Regions from separate parts of the Mus musculus genome. Here region 2 is linked to region 1. Evidence: chromatin contacts called from public Hi-C data. All regions are on one chromosome and are shown on one strand. Each heading gives the region's core, a stretch centred on a gene start, on an enhancer-like site or on the middle of the called end of the contact. The rest is flanking DNA. Distances are from core to core; before and after follow the strand shown.

Region 1 (6,607 bases), core at 2,824-5,323:
CAAGAGGAAAGGGCTGGTAGTGGGGAGATGCTCAGTCCCTCTCAGTCACTGCCATCTATCTCCCATCAGCCTTCCATTCCAAGCTTTCCCAATTCTCCATAAATACAACCACCACGACCCAGGAAGTCCAACACTCTGACCCAGGAAGCCTCTGCAGACCACACCTCTTCAGACCCTGCACTGAGCAGGTAGCCTCACGGTGGGGTGTCAAATTTTAGGAGTGATAGTCAGAGCCAAGATAAAGGGCAGACCGGCAAGGATAACTTGCCTTGATCATACCCTGCCTGGTACTTTGTTCTGATCCTGCTCCACTTGCCTTTCTCACTTGAGGGCTTGTGTGTGTGTGTGTGTGTGTGTGTGTGTGTGTGCATGCGTGCGCAAGCGCACATGTGTAAAGCTGGCTGCTTCATATTCACACTTGTAGACTTAAATCCCACCAGGGTCAACAGAGGTAACACCCACAGGAGTCTGGCATGTCTCCAAGATTCCCTCAAGGCTCAGAAGTCAAGCTGCAAGTGCCACACTAACTTAAAGGAGGGGAAACTGAGGAAGGGAGGTCATGCAAATGTTAGCACTCAGCCTTAGATGGTCTGGCAAGTCATCACATATGAATATCTGCCCTCTGTGATCCAGCACGTTTTTTCCTGCATCTCACTATAGCTAGGGCAGAGAACAACCCACAGAAGCCATCTACATTTTCCTACAGATCAAACAGGAAGAGGCACAGAAATCTGTGCAAGTGACCACGCTGCCGCTGTTGCTAGGCAGCATGATTATGTCCATTCCCTGCTGCTTGGCAACCAGCATTTCCCATCCCATACACACACAGCCAAGTGCCCTTAACTGCTATCTTATAGCTTTCGAAGGAAGGGGTTGAATTTCAAGGGAACTTATGCACATTCATGGACAAACACCTCTCTCATCAATAATCCACTGATGTTTAGATGGTCCCTAGAGTGAGATGTTCCCATTTAATCAGAAAGTGTCCCTGTGAACATCTTGTACCTGAGAATTGCACAAATCTGCGGAGTTCAGGGACATGCCAGAGAGATGTGGAAAGTGCCTGAATCAGCAAGCTGAAACTTTGGAGGATAGCAAAGCTGTTCTACGTGCCCTGGACTCCTGAAAAGCCTGCTAATACAGTGGTCTCCCAAGAATCTGCCATCTGGTAGACAAGGATAAAGTAAAGGGTCAGTCAAACACCTTGATGGGTGATGTTTCTTTCTGTTGTCCCCAACAAAATGTCACTAGAGTTCAGGACACGTCTCATAACTGAGGGCAAAACTGTCCTCTAGTCATCTTGAACCTCCTTGGTCACAATCTGTCAGTTCCTCAAGAGCAGGGTCAAAGCCATCAACTTGCTGCTTGGACTGAAGAGCTGCCTACTGCATAACAGGACTCCCTCAACTCACCTGGCTTGGGGGATAAAGAGCCAGATGCCTGGGTCCCACCCGGCATCTGCAAGCACTTGAACTAGGGAGGCCTTTGCTTCTAACTGACTGTAGCTGCTATCAACCTCACTGCCTTCCTGCCAGAGCCACAAAAGCAACACACTGATGCATTTTTAATCTCAGTTTTATTTGCACCCAACTTTTTAATGTTAGTTTCTCAAATAGCTCCACAAGGAAGAAACCATATACGGCTCGGCTCGGCCTCCTGGGAAAAAACAGCCTTCAATACTAGGGAGGGCATCTGCAGTTTCTTGTAAACTCTAGAAAATTCTCTAAGCACCATTCTGATTACACGCTGAATTCAGTGAGATCACCCAACGTGATAACCTCATTGGTATTTCGTTTTTTTCTCCTCAGCCCCAGCTGGAGAATTTTTCCCCTCATTAAAATTAACAAGGTCAGTTTCCCAAGCTCAAGATACGAAGCAACTCCTGGTGGTGGGGTTTTGTTTCTTAAATTGAGCTACAGCTCTCTAAGTGCAGAGTTATACTAAGCGTCATTTACTTTATTGCTATGTAATAAGAAACCAAAATGGAAGGCCTTAGCCATCCTCCTAACACACCCTACACTTCAGCAACCACATGCAAACACGCACAGACCACACATCCCCCAACTCAGCCCCCAGGCTTCTCTGTCTTTTGGCCACAAGATAATCTCACTGCTCTTTAGAAGCAACAGCTTAGTGGAAGAAATTCAGAACTCAGAGGAAGGCTCGGTCACCCTGAGTGGCTGACAAAGTCACAGTGTCCGCAGGAAATAGGTTATAAGGTTAAAAGGTACAAGCCGAGAGGAGGGTTTTTGTCCCCCACAGGTGTGCGGAGTGGCCCCAGGTGACCAGATAGCTGAAGTGTAATGAGTCTCCACTGACAGTCAAAAGCCAGAAAGCAATTCTACCAAACACTTCAAAGAATACTATGTCAAAAAATAAAATGTGTGCTCAAAGCCACAATCCCCAATCGTGGGGAAATGGATGAAAGCAGGGAGGATCAACACCAAACTCATTGCTACACACATCTTACATTAACGAACGCATTGTTTAAAATGAATTTAAAAATCCAACTTTGTAAGCAAGATAAACACTACCGAGGTGGAGCAGCATACACACTTTGCGCTAGCTAGGCACACACAGACACCTTACTCCAAGCTGGAAGAAGCTTCATTTAGGGAGGCCACAGAGAAAGCAAGCAGCCCTGTCCAGGCACACCTCTCAGTCATCCTTTCAACAGGATCATCTGTGGCTAACCCAGCCACTTCCCTCTCTCCCTCCTCTCTGCACCCCTCCCCCCTACCATCACCACACAGGCGCTCGAGCGCGTGCGCGCGCGCGAACACACACACAATACACACATACACACGTGGACATACACACGTGTTTCAACACAAATAAAAGCTAACTGTAATTGAGATCAAAGAGGAAAGGAAGAGGAAAAGAAGATGCTGGAGACCAGCTCTGGGTGGAGGGGGTAGCTGCTGGTTTGTGGAGGCCATTTCCCTAGGCCAGGCTGGGAAGGGGGAGCTCCCTCGCGGCTGCCATTGTTGGCTGATCAAAGTCCAATCAGAAAGTAAGGGAGGAAACTCCGCCAGCCTCATGTGATCTGTACAGGAAGCCAAGTGTACAGAAAATGAGCTGTGTTTGTGAATAAGGCGCACCAAGACATCTTTACTAAGCATGGCAGGCAGAGAGAGAGAGAGAGAGAGAGAGAGAGAGAGAGAGAGAGAGAGAGAGAGAGAGAGAGAGAGAGAGAGAGAGAGAGAAACACTGACTCTCTATTTGAAGCTGTACCATAACAAGCCTTAATAAGTTAATGCAAAAAGCCTCCCAAGGAGTCTGGCTATAGGAGACACAGGTCTCTACTGAATCAAAATTCTGTTATGTTGTAATATAATAGATGTAAATTAAAACAGAAAATCTATCATGCCTCTAATGTACCCTGATAGCTGAGTCTGTGGATCCGGACGAGCAGAGGCACCCGGAGGAAGGGTGATATATGGCGGAGCTGGATGGAGGGTGAAAAGCGTGGCGAGATGAGCGGGAGAATGGCGCAGCCCGCTTGCGCTCCTCAGACCCAAGGGCAAGAGACGAATAAATGTTGATTAGTGTTGATTTTGTCCGACAAACGCCTGTCGAGTGACAGTTGGGCTAAGCTGCACTGAAAGAGAACCATTAATCTTGGTCTGGTTTAAGTAGAGTATATTAATTTGTGTCATTTTTACTAAGTCGCGCTGAGAAAGGCCTCTCGCTGCTTTGCATCTGACTGCTTTGGTGGTTGAGCCTTAATCCCCCTCCCCTCCCCCCCAACCCCACCCCCCGTTTTCTAAAACAGATACTACGGTGGCAGCGGTGGCAGCAGCAAATTCAAATGGCACAGCAGGGGAGCAGGGGACTGAGAGCTCCTCTCTTGGATTAAGAAAGTAAACTCCCAGGGTGTTGGCATGGCAACAGCATTGCAGATGAACTGCTATATATTCAGTGATTAATAAATTAACATTTTTTACAGTTGTTCCTCCGTTTCTCTCCACCCCCACCTTCACAATAACCCCCCTCCCCCATACACACTTCACCCTTCTCTAAGCTGCATCTCTTGCCTCAGTGTAGGGGAAGGAAAGAAGAGGAGCCGACACAGCTTGTGAGTTTGTGCCAGCCCACGACTGCTGTCTCTACAGACCTACAGCAAGGCCTCTGGTCACTTAGGATGCTGTCAGCGGGCAGTGGGACCAGCAGACAGATCCATGAAGAAACCCATGCCTGTGCTTCATTGGACAGGGCGCCAAGCGAGAGATGTTGCCAGCAGCATGCCCTAGCCCCAAGCTTGGGTCTTTCAAGCCCTGGCAGGCTAGGAAATAAATGAGAGATCTTCTCTCCACAGAACTGTCCCTCAATGTCAGTGATAGAATGGGGATAACTAGCTTCCCATAGGTGTGTTACACACACACACACACACAACACACACAACACAACAAAACAAAAAAAACCAACAAGCAAACAAAAAACCTTGCATCACGGGGTGGTGTGAGTGTATAGACAGAGAGCTGATATTTCTTCTCTTGGGAGTTTCTGGTCCTCCCATGCATTAAGTCAGTGGATGTGGACAATTCCAGAAATGGAACTTGACCAGAATTCTGAGAGAGCAGAGAGAGGCAACAGACTTTCAAGGCTGCCCTGTAAGGCCGGTCCTGACAGTTCCAACTCAAACTCAGGATGCACTGTTTCCATAGAGCCTTGGGAAATGCTTATCTATCGAAGTGTGGATTTGGCTTTCCATAGCTTTGCCCTGTGGATCTCATTACTATAGCCATCCTATTGTCTTGGGCAGCTCAACTGCCATGGACTGGGAGGGATTCTGCAGAAAGCCACTAGCACAGGCTCCATCTGTGAGAGTGAGTGAGCCCCAAAAAGTCCCTATCACCCCAGAAAGTCCCAGCTCCAGATCAGGAACCGAAGAGGAGAGACACTCGGTGAGCAGCCTAGGAGCTGCCCCCAAATAAGAAAAGAAACAATTTATTCTGTGCACACTGCAGAAGACAAGACTGGGACCAATGGAGTGCTCACATGATAGAGAACGAGTTTCCAAGGAAGAAGAAAAACATCCGCCTAAGGCCACACTATAAAGAAATGGGTAATGTCTCCCCGAACAGTCCCAAGAAGTCCCATCCTTAGTGCAATGGGGAATTAAGTAACATACCATTTAGGGCACCTCCAAGTCACTGCTAAGGGTAAAGAAAATAAATCATAAAAGCAAATCCATTATGAAGTTGAACATGGATCAGATACCATCTAAGTTGCTTTGTAAGTGTTTTAATAAACTGATGGGTGCTTAGGGGAAGGGGCAGTGACAGTCACCGTAAGAAGTGCCTCACCATGAGGTGTGCACCTATACAGAAGACTCCAACATTATTCTATGGGGATTAGGGAATTGAAGCCATAGCACACCCAAGTCACCCCGCATGTGAAGGAAAGACTTGGGATTCAAATCCAGGCAGACTGCAGGGTCTGTGCACTGTAGACCATTGTCCCTTGGGCTGTGTGACACATGTGGGGAGGTGCCCAGGTGGCACAATGCAGCACTGCACTCAAGTTCTACCAGTTCCAGGAAACAGCTATGATGAGAGGGAAGAAATGGGCGTTGAAAATGCTGGCAATAAGAAATGATGGGAATATGCAGAGAACGCTTGAAGGCAAAGGCAGGAAGGTCTTGAAGAAAAAGGAAGTGACACCATTCATTTGAACATGATACCCTACATTGGAAATGTACCCAGAGCATTAGAGATACTAAGTCTCAATCACAACACATTACTGGTCAACTCTTTGACCCTAGAAGATTGGAGGATTTTTAAGTCTCTCCCCAGTTTTAATTCCCATATAAGTAGGCCAAGCCAGAGACTTTCAGTGTCTCCCCAGATGATTTCCAGAATCACTCTAATGGTATCTTCTGATGTTATCAAGTTTCCCTCTTCTACTACCGCCAAGCTTGGAGCCAGTACCAATGAGCTTGTGGGGGTGACTCTCTCCAGTCCAGGAATCCCATGTGTGTTCAAAGCGTCCATGCTACAGATTCCACCTTGTCTGTTATTGCAGTCTTGGGTTTTGGATGGGGGTTAAAGTTATAGATTGAGAGAAGGGAAAAGTAGGAGGTTGACACTGTCAAGCCCATGGTGGTCAAAGTGCATGTTCCACCTTAATAAGACATTTCTTCACAGATGATGGAATTCTCTATAAGAAAGGTCAGTGAAGATGGCTTTCTGTCAACTCCATATCCAGGAGGAAGAAGGTTAGGGCTGGTGCGCCAGCTCTTACCCATCTTCATTCAGAGCTTGGCTTCCCCCCATTCCACCACTGGAATCACAAGAGCCTCCTAGCCCCTAGGGAAAATGGGTGGCATCCCCAGAGGCAAGATGCAGAGCTACGAGGAACAGGAGGAGCAAAGCCACGTGTTCCTTTTCTTGACAACATCTACCCTAGTCCAGCCATGTCAGGAAGGTGCTGAAAGGGATATGAATGCTTCGGCTATGGCAAGGTCCTATGGTTTCGGGGCAGAACGATCATAGGTCAGGCCGAGTAATCATGATGATAACAATAACAGTATCTGTATTTGTCCAGAGACGACCGGATGGCGTGAAGGGAATCACATTAAATCCAAGAGGACTCAGATAAAATG
Region 2 (6,607 bases), core at 2,626-5,125, 1.1 Mb after region 1:
AAATAGGGATTAGTTTCGGCCACAGAATGTGGGGCAAGGGTACTTCCTGAACCCATGTATTCATCAAATTGCAGCCTCAGCAACAGACATGGCAGACCAGTTAGACCCAGCAAGCAAGAAAAAACAAATAAGACACTACAATGATTCTCCTCAGCCAGGTACCGATGGAAGAGACTTAGAGCAGGCAAGGGTGTGTGCTTGCCACTCCCTTAACATGTGTGACCTTGCCAAGTCACCCAAACCATTCACCTTAGCTTGTACCTCCTCTGTGCCTCCACTCCACACAGATGCATCAGGCGCCTTGTCTCTGGTGACTATTTGGTCTGAGTCCCAAGGAGAACCCCCAATAAGTCAGAAGAAAGCCTTACCAATTTCAGATTACCATTTCTAGAACTGATGGTTCATTTAAAAATCGTATGAATGTGTGGTCATTGCCTCGAGAACAGGGCTTCATCAGCTGAACTACAAAGAAGGTCCCGTGTGCAAATTGCCTTTAAGATGGAAAGCAGCTCTTACAGAATGAGTAGAAATCCTTGGGCGTCGGTTACAATGCATAGATTAATCCTTCCTGTCTTGTTTCCTGAGTGTGTTTTCCTGTGTGAGAGGCGCCTGTATCTCAATGTTCTTCCTCACCTCACTGGGCATCACTTCCCTGCTTCTTGTCCAGGGATCCTTCAAAGTCTTAGCCAGCGCCAGCCTGTCCTGACTAGCTAGCCCTCTCCAAGTGAAGCTAATCGACTCCCTATTAGATAGTTGGTTTGGATTGTCAGCGGATGAAAGTTAGACTCACCATGGAAACATACTTCTGAATGGGTCGTTGACATATGTGTGTATCTCCAGAAACATTGACCTGCAGAGAGATCAACCATAGACATGGGCGATGCCAGCCCATGGGTTGACCTACCTCTGTTCTGTGACTGAAGTTGCAGCTTGACCAGCTGCCTCATGCTCCTGCCAGGATGATACCTGTTCCCCTGAACCGTAAATCAAAATAAGCCACTCCTTTCTTAAGTTGCTTTTGCCATAACCACAGGAACTGTAACTGATGCCCCATCTACCTCTAAAGCCCGCTCCTCACTCGTCTCCCCTCCAACTCCCAGGACGTTGCATAGAGAAGTACACTGGCCTCTTCCTTTTAGCTCTGGGTCCCACCTCCCAGATGATCAACAGTAATCATAAATGGTTTCTGTGGTCCTCACTATTTAGACCTCCTGCGAGACAGGCAGAGCCAGCATTTCTATTTTACAAATAAGAAAACAAAGCTCACGTGTGGTTAAATTGCTCATAAAACATGCCTACCGATAGAAAGTGATAGGAGCCTGGCTGGGTCCCAGCTCTTGTCTGTGTCCTGTGTGTTCTCTAGTACCCTGTGTTCCCCCTACAGAGCATTGCTGAGTGGACAGCTGTCTAAGATATGGATACAATACTTCTCAAAATACCTCCCAAAGCCAGGTAGCTCATCCCTGTAGCCTCAGTATTTGGGAGGCTGAGGCAGGAGGATTTTCATGAGCGTGGGGTAACATGTGCTACAAAGGGTCAGATCATCAAGAGCTACAGGCTCAAATCTTTTCTCAAAAAAAGAAGAAGAAGAAGAAGAAGAAGAAGAAGAAGAAGAAGAAGAAGAAGAAGAAGAAGAAGAAGAAGAAGAAGAAGAAGAAGAAAGAATCCTCCAGGTGTTAATTTCCTATAACTTCCCCCTTGTTATTTCTGCCAGTCTACTACTACAGAGTAATGCTTTTGGGTAAATGCAGCTTTCCCCCCAGGCATTCAGTTTAAGCTCTAAATATCCTAGGATATGGTTGGCACCTCTGAGGACCCCATAATAAATGTAACTAACTTAAACTCTGAAACCTAAAACACCTAGCTTATTCATATAAAGCCCTTTAATGTTGGTGTGAGTATGTACAGTTGCATTTAGTTGCATACACGTGTACATGTATGCATGCATGTACATTTGGAGGCCATAAGACAGACTCAGCTGTCCTTTCTCAAGTGCTATCTACTTCTATGTGTGTGGGGGGGTGGTGGCATAATCTCCCCCATAGGCATGGGAAATATCTGTCTTTCTCTCCCTGGCAATAGACTGTCACAACTAAGCAATTATGCCCAGGCCATTTCAACCTGTGTTCTGGTGGACCAAAGTTAGGACATTGTTCTTTCAAGTCAATCACTTTGCCAGCTTTAGATATTATACAGACTAGATCTTGGTCTATATAAATGGGAGTGTTAGATACATGGCAGAGTTACTGTAAAGAATTTTAAGAATATACATAAAATACTGGATACACACACACACACATATATATGTATATATATAATCAATAAGTCACACAAGTTTTAAAATATAAAGTTAAATGTGATATGGGAGGCTGAGAGTTCCTATTAAATTGTTCTGCCATTCAATAACTCTATAGGTAGAAGAATAGCTGCTCTGTTAATTAATTTTCATATTTATGAAACATTGTCATTATATTATCAACACTACCCTCACAAACAAACACAATAATGCACTATAAGTTGTTCCCAGAGCAAGTAATAATAATAAAAAAAAAAACCCAGCTAGATGATAGGTTCAGTTGTCACATCACTTCTGCCATAGGATGAGCCCCAGGCGTTCCCCTGTCCAGTATCTCTTGTTCCTTCTAAACAGCAGCATCATATGCTGATGGGATGTCTTCCCGATAAAATGGACCAAGATATCAGGAAAAGGAGAGCACTGAAGATGGAAAGAGAGGGGGTGGGGTAGCATTCAAGAGGTCACAGAAACCAAGTCTGTCGCTTCCACAATGAGGTACCCAGAGGATACCCTCCCAATTAGGAGGCCCACTCCTGGAAAGGTGGCCATTGCTCTCTGTCCTCCTTGAGACACTACACTAGCTCCCTTTGCCTCACCAAAAAGTACCCCTCCCTGCTCCTCAACACCCACATCCATCATGGACCAAGTCTCTTCCCACCATTTATTGACACTCATTTTCCCGTTCCCCATGTGTGCAAACGCAGTGTGGCCTTTCTGGCAAGTGGAAAGAGAAGAGGAATGTGCCGGGGCACCCTCATGCCAAGTGCTAGAATGCCCAGTACTGTGTATCACTGCACGTAATGACTTGAGAGAGAAAGAGACAGACAGACAGACAGACAGACAGACAGAAAGACAACAGATCATCTCAGGCAGAGGCAACAGAGAAGCAGCACCCATATACCACCCCCTCTCCCCGTTGCAACCTAAAAAAGGACAATCAGGTTGTCTTCATGTCCAGAGAGCAGAGGTCAGCTCCAGAACGAGGGAGGTCACTGTCGAAAATGGGCTTCAGGACCCAATTATGTCCCTCATGACATTGGTTTGCAGTGCAGAACCAATTTGAAAATGTGGCATGATCAGCAGTTTCGCCCCAGGAGAGTCCAGGACCAGAGGAAAGGGGTGTCATAAATCAAGCCTCAGTTGCCCTGAGTGGGAGCCCCGGGCTGGACTAGGCCAGGCGGCTGTGAGGCAGGATTGAGATGCATTGGCTGAGCTGTGACGGTGACCCCCAGACTGAAATAATTGGGGTTGGGGGAGGTGCATCATGGGTCAGACTAAAGGGTGGTGAGAGAATATAAGGGGTGGGGACTGGGAGGAAGAGCTTTCAAAAGGCCTGCCTAGACAATGACAGGCTCTGGTCAGAGTAATTATCTGCCATGTTCAGAAGTACTGCATTCACTTTTAAAGGACACACATACGCACAAGCCACACAAATACACAGGCACAAAAGGGAGAAAAACCCTCCTGAGAGAAAACAAAGTATGACTACTATACAGCAAAAACAGTAGATCCCAGAGGGAAAGGCGATTGAAACTTAGGAACTTCATTCCAAAGTAAACAGTGCCCTCTAGAGGCACGAGGCTCACATGCAGGTGAAGTCAAACAAAAGAAGTTTCGGCGGAAGTGACCCTCGAGCTTTAGATGGCCTGGAAGGAGGACGATCCCATGCATTTCCTCTTCAGACTGAGTATCCATCATCCTTTCCCCAAGGCAGGTTTACTCCAGTGACTGTGAGGATGCCTTTAGCTGAACACACTTGCCAATGGACTGCTGTGTCATGGGAAGTTTCATTTATAAAATTGAGTGTATGTGTGTGTCTGTGTGTGTGTATATATATATATATTTATATATGTATATATATATATGTATGTATGTATGTATGCAGAGAGAGAGAGACTTCAGGATACTTTGTAGCGTAAATATTTTTGAAGCCTATATTATGACATATTCTGTCAATTTCCTCAATAAATCTAAATTCAAAATTGATCTCACAAGTGCCAGGCCAAGTGATAAAAGGCTAATAGGAGACCATTAAAGGCAGAGTTCATTGAGTTCCCACCATGAATCTCTCCAGAAGCAGAGTCTACTCTGGTCTCCCTTTCCAGGCTTCTAGTTAGACGTTTACCACACATCTCAGCCACTTCCTTACCAATGCCTCCCTCTCTCCTCCCTTTTACACAGCTGTCCCTATTGGGGAAAAGAAATCCTAGCTTCAAATAACCAGATGCAACCTCAAATTGAAACCCACTGGCATCAGGCCACATGCACAGTGATCTGAGATTCCATTGTGTTGTCACATCATGGCTGACAGTGACCTTCTCATTTGGCTGGTGGAAGGAGCCATCAACGTAGTCATGGGAGATATCCAAGTTGGTGTCCAACAACAACAAAAAAAAAGTGTCTCTTCCTTCCCTTCTATAGAGAAATAGCAGAGACTCCAGCCACCAATCTCTTCCTCCTGGGTCCACACTGCATCCCAAATGCCACCAGACAGGTACCCAAGTCATTGTCACCCAGCCACCCATCCCTACTACCACCATCAGCATCTGGTGAAAACAAACTTCTCAGGCATTTAATGTCCCTTTCAGTCCTCGTTCTATTGCACCTTCTAGCTCACTGCCTTCTGGAACATTCTAAGACAGACCATCTGCCTTATGAAGGCTACCTCACCCATTTCTACTCCCCTCTGCAAAATTCAAAATGTCTACCATCTCTCTCTCTGCCAGACTCCAGACTCATCTTTGTTGAGGTCTCTCCAGCTATTCCCAACCTTTGATATCTTGACCAGTTTGGACTCTGGAGAATTGAATCAACTTATTCCTACAGTGTTGGGATTGAGCCCAGGGCACCCAGGAGCACACATGCTGAGAAAGTCCCTTCTACCGCTGCCCAGCCCCTTTTCATGCCTTATTAATTTAAAATTTAAAACTATATAAAGAATGATGCACATCTCTAAGTATGGACATGGAAAGATGACTGCTTCATTGGTGACTTGAGGGAATAAATATAATGTGTATTTTGAGCCACTTTTGTTTTAAAAAAATACACACACACACACATGTGTGTACACATCTATAAACACACAGTTACAATGGACAGGGATGGTCAGGAGTTTCTACTTTTTAAACATTCTATGATTTTGGGATTTTTTAAACATTTTTTCATTCTGTCTGTATATACTTTTTGATTTTAGAAAAACAACATTTTTCAAATAAATCAACAAACATTCACTTGCCAAGTGTTAATCTAATTGCTAGGGGGCCTCTAGGGTGGTCTTGGCTTTCTACAGAATTAATATCTGGGAGAAAAATTCAACAGAAGACTGAGACAGGAATATGCAAAGAGCTATGAACTTAGTCAAATCCAGGGGAACTCGTAGACATAGGATGTCAGCTTTGTTGGAGGCTAAGCAAAAGAAAAAAAAATTTTACTGGAGGACCAGGCAAATGAAAACCACACTAGTGTCTTACTGAGTGCATGCCCACTGAGTGGAAAAGAAAGCACTGGGCACTCTTGGTGGAGGGAAAAGACTCACGATAACAAAGGTGTTGGCCTATCTAGGGAGGAGCAAGCAATTCTGCATGTGTAAACAAGAACATGTAGGAAAAGGAGAGAAAGAAGATGTTAGAGCAGCGGTTCTCAACCTTCCCAATGCTGTGCCCCTTTAATACAATTTCATTGCTACTTCATAACTGTAATTTTGTTACCATTATGAATCCTAATGTAAATATCTGTTTTCCAATGGTCTTAGGTGACCCCCATGACCCTTCAAAGGGGTCATATCCCACAGGTTGAGAACCACTGCTCTGGAGTCTGGGCGTTGAGAGGATACAATTCGAGGGAAAGGCACAGAGCCTTAGCATGAAGATTGCTGGGACCAGAGATCAGTGCCTTCCTGGGTCATTTCTCTACCTTATTTTTGAGAGAAGATCTCTCGGTGAACCCAAAACCCATCATTTCTCTTAGACTGGCAGGCTAACTACTAGCTCCCAGGATCCAATTGTCTCTACCCACCAGGGCCGGCGGTACAGGCTGCTTTATACAACCGTGGATCACAGCTCCAGGAACTCAGGCTTGCACGCAACAACATCCCCCAGTTAGCTATCTCTCCAAGCCAGAAACGGACTCTTTACACAACAGCAAACAACAGACAGTGTGAAGTAGGTATTTATCTGTGATATCATCATTTATTTCCTGGTATCACTGTTGAATTATTTCATGATATGTATGACGATTTTAATGTATCTATTGTGTATGTCATAGTCTCCAAGTGAGCAACAGAGGAAGTTAGAAACTTGCACCCATTTAGAG

What was found. Hi-C and Micro-C count contacts between places; a contact is called where the count stands out from the background.
Region 2: a contact with region 1 is called in a Hi-C map of neural progenitor cells, with 4 times the contacts expected there. The contact joins two enhancer-like sites. A contact is called at or near these places in 2 of 484 Hi-C or Micro-C datasets (neural progenitor cells and uterus), 5 of 115 datasets of contacts at active chromatin or transcription factors (embryonic stem cells, oligodendrocyte precursor cells and stem cell-derived neural progenitor cells) and 2 of 9 other capture datasets (embryonic stem cells and embryonic trunk).

The regions. Positions count from the first base shown.
Region 1 is chr1:168,354,363-168,360,969 of GRCm38.p6, forward strand. All of the region lies in intron 2 of Pbx1 (pre B cell leukemia homeobox 1), which reads right to left. Gm51671 (a long non-coding RNA gene) reads left to right here. Exons shown (of 2, transcript XR_003948152.1): 1 at 1-6,607. Among named protein-coding and RNA genes, the nearest start is that of Gm51671, 11 kb to the left of the region's middle. Within about 2 kb of position 4,074, at least 80 of the 459 cell types and tissues checked have an H3K27ac peak or open chromatin away from gene starts, as enhancers often do. A contact at or near this core is called in neural progenitor cells, where this site is marked.
Region 2 is chr1:169,455,711-169,462,317 of GRCm38.p6, forward strand. No RefSeq gene overlaps it. Among named protein-coding and RNA genes, the nearest start is that of Gm34535, 4.0 kb to the right of the region's middle. Within about 2 kb of position 3,876, at least 29 of the 459 cell types and tissues checked have an H3K27ac peak or open chromatin away from gene starts, as enhancers often do. A contact at or near this core is called in neural progenitor cells, where this site is marked.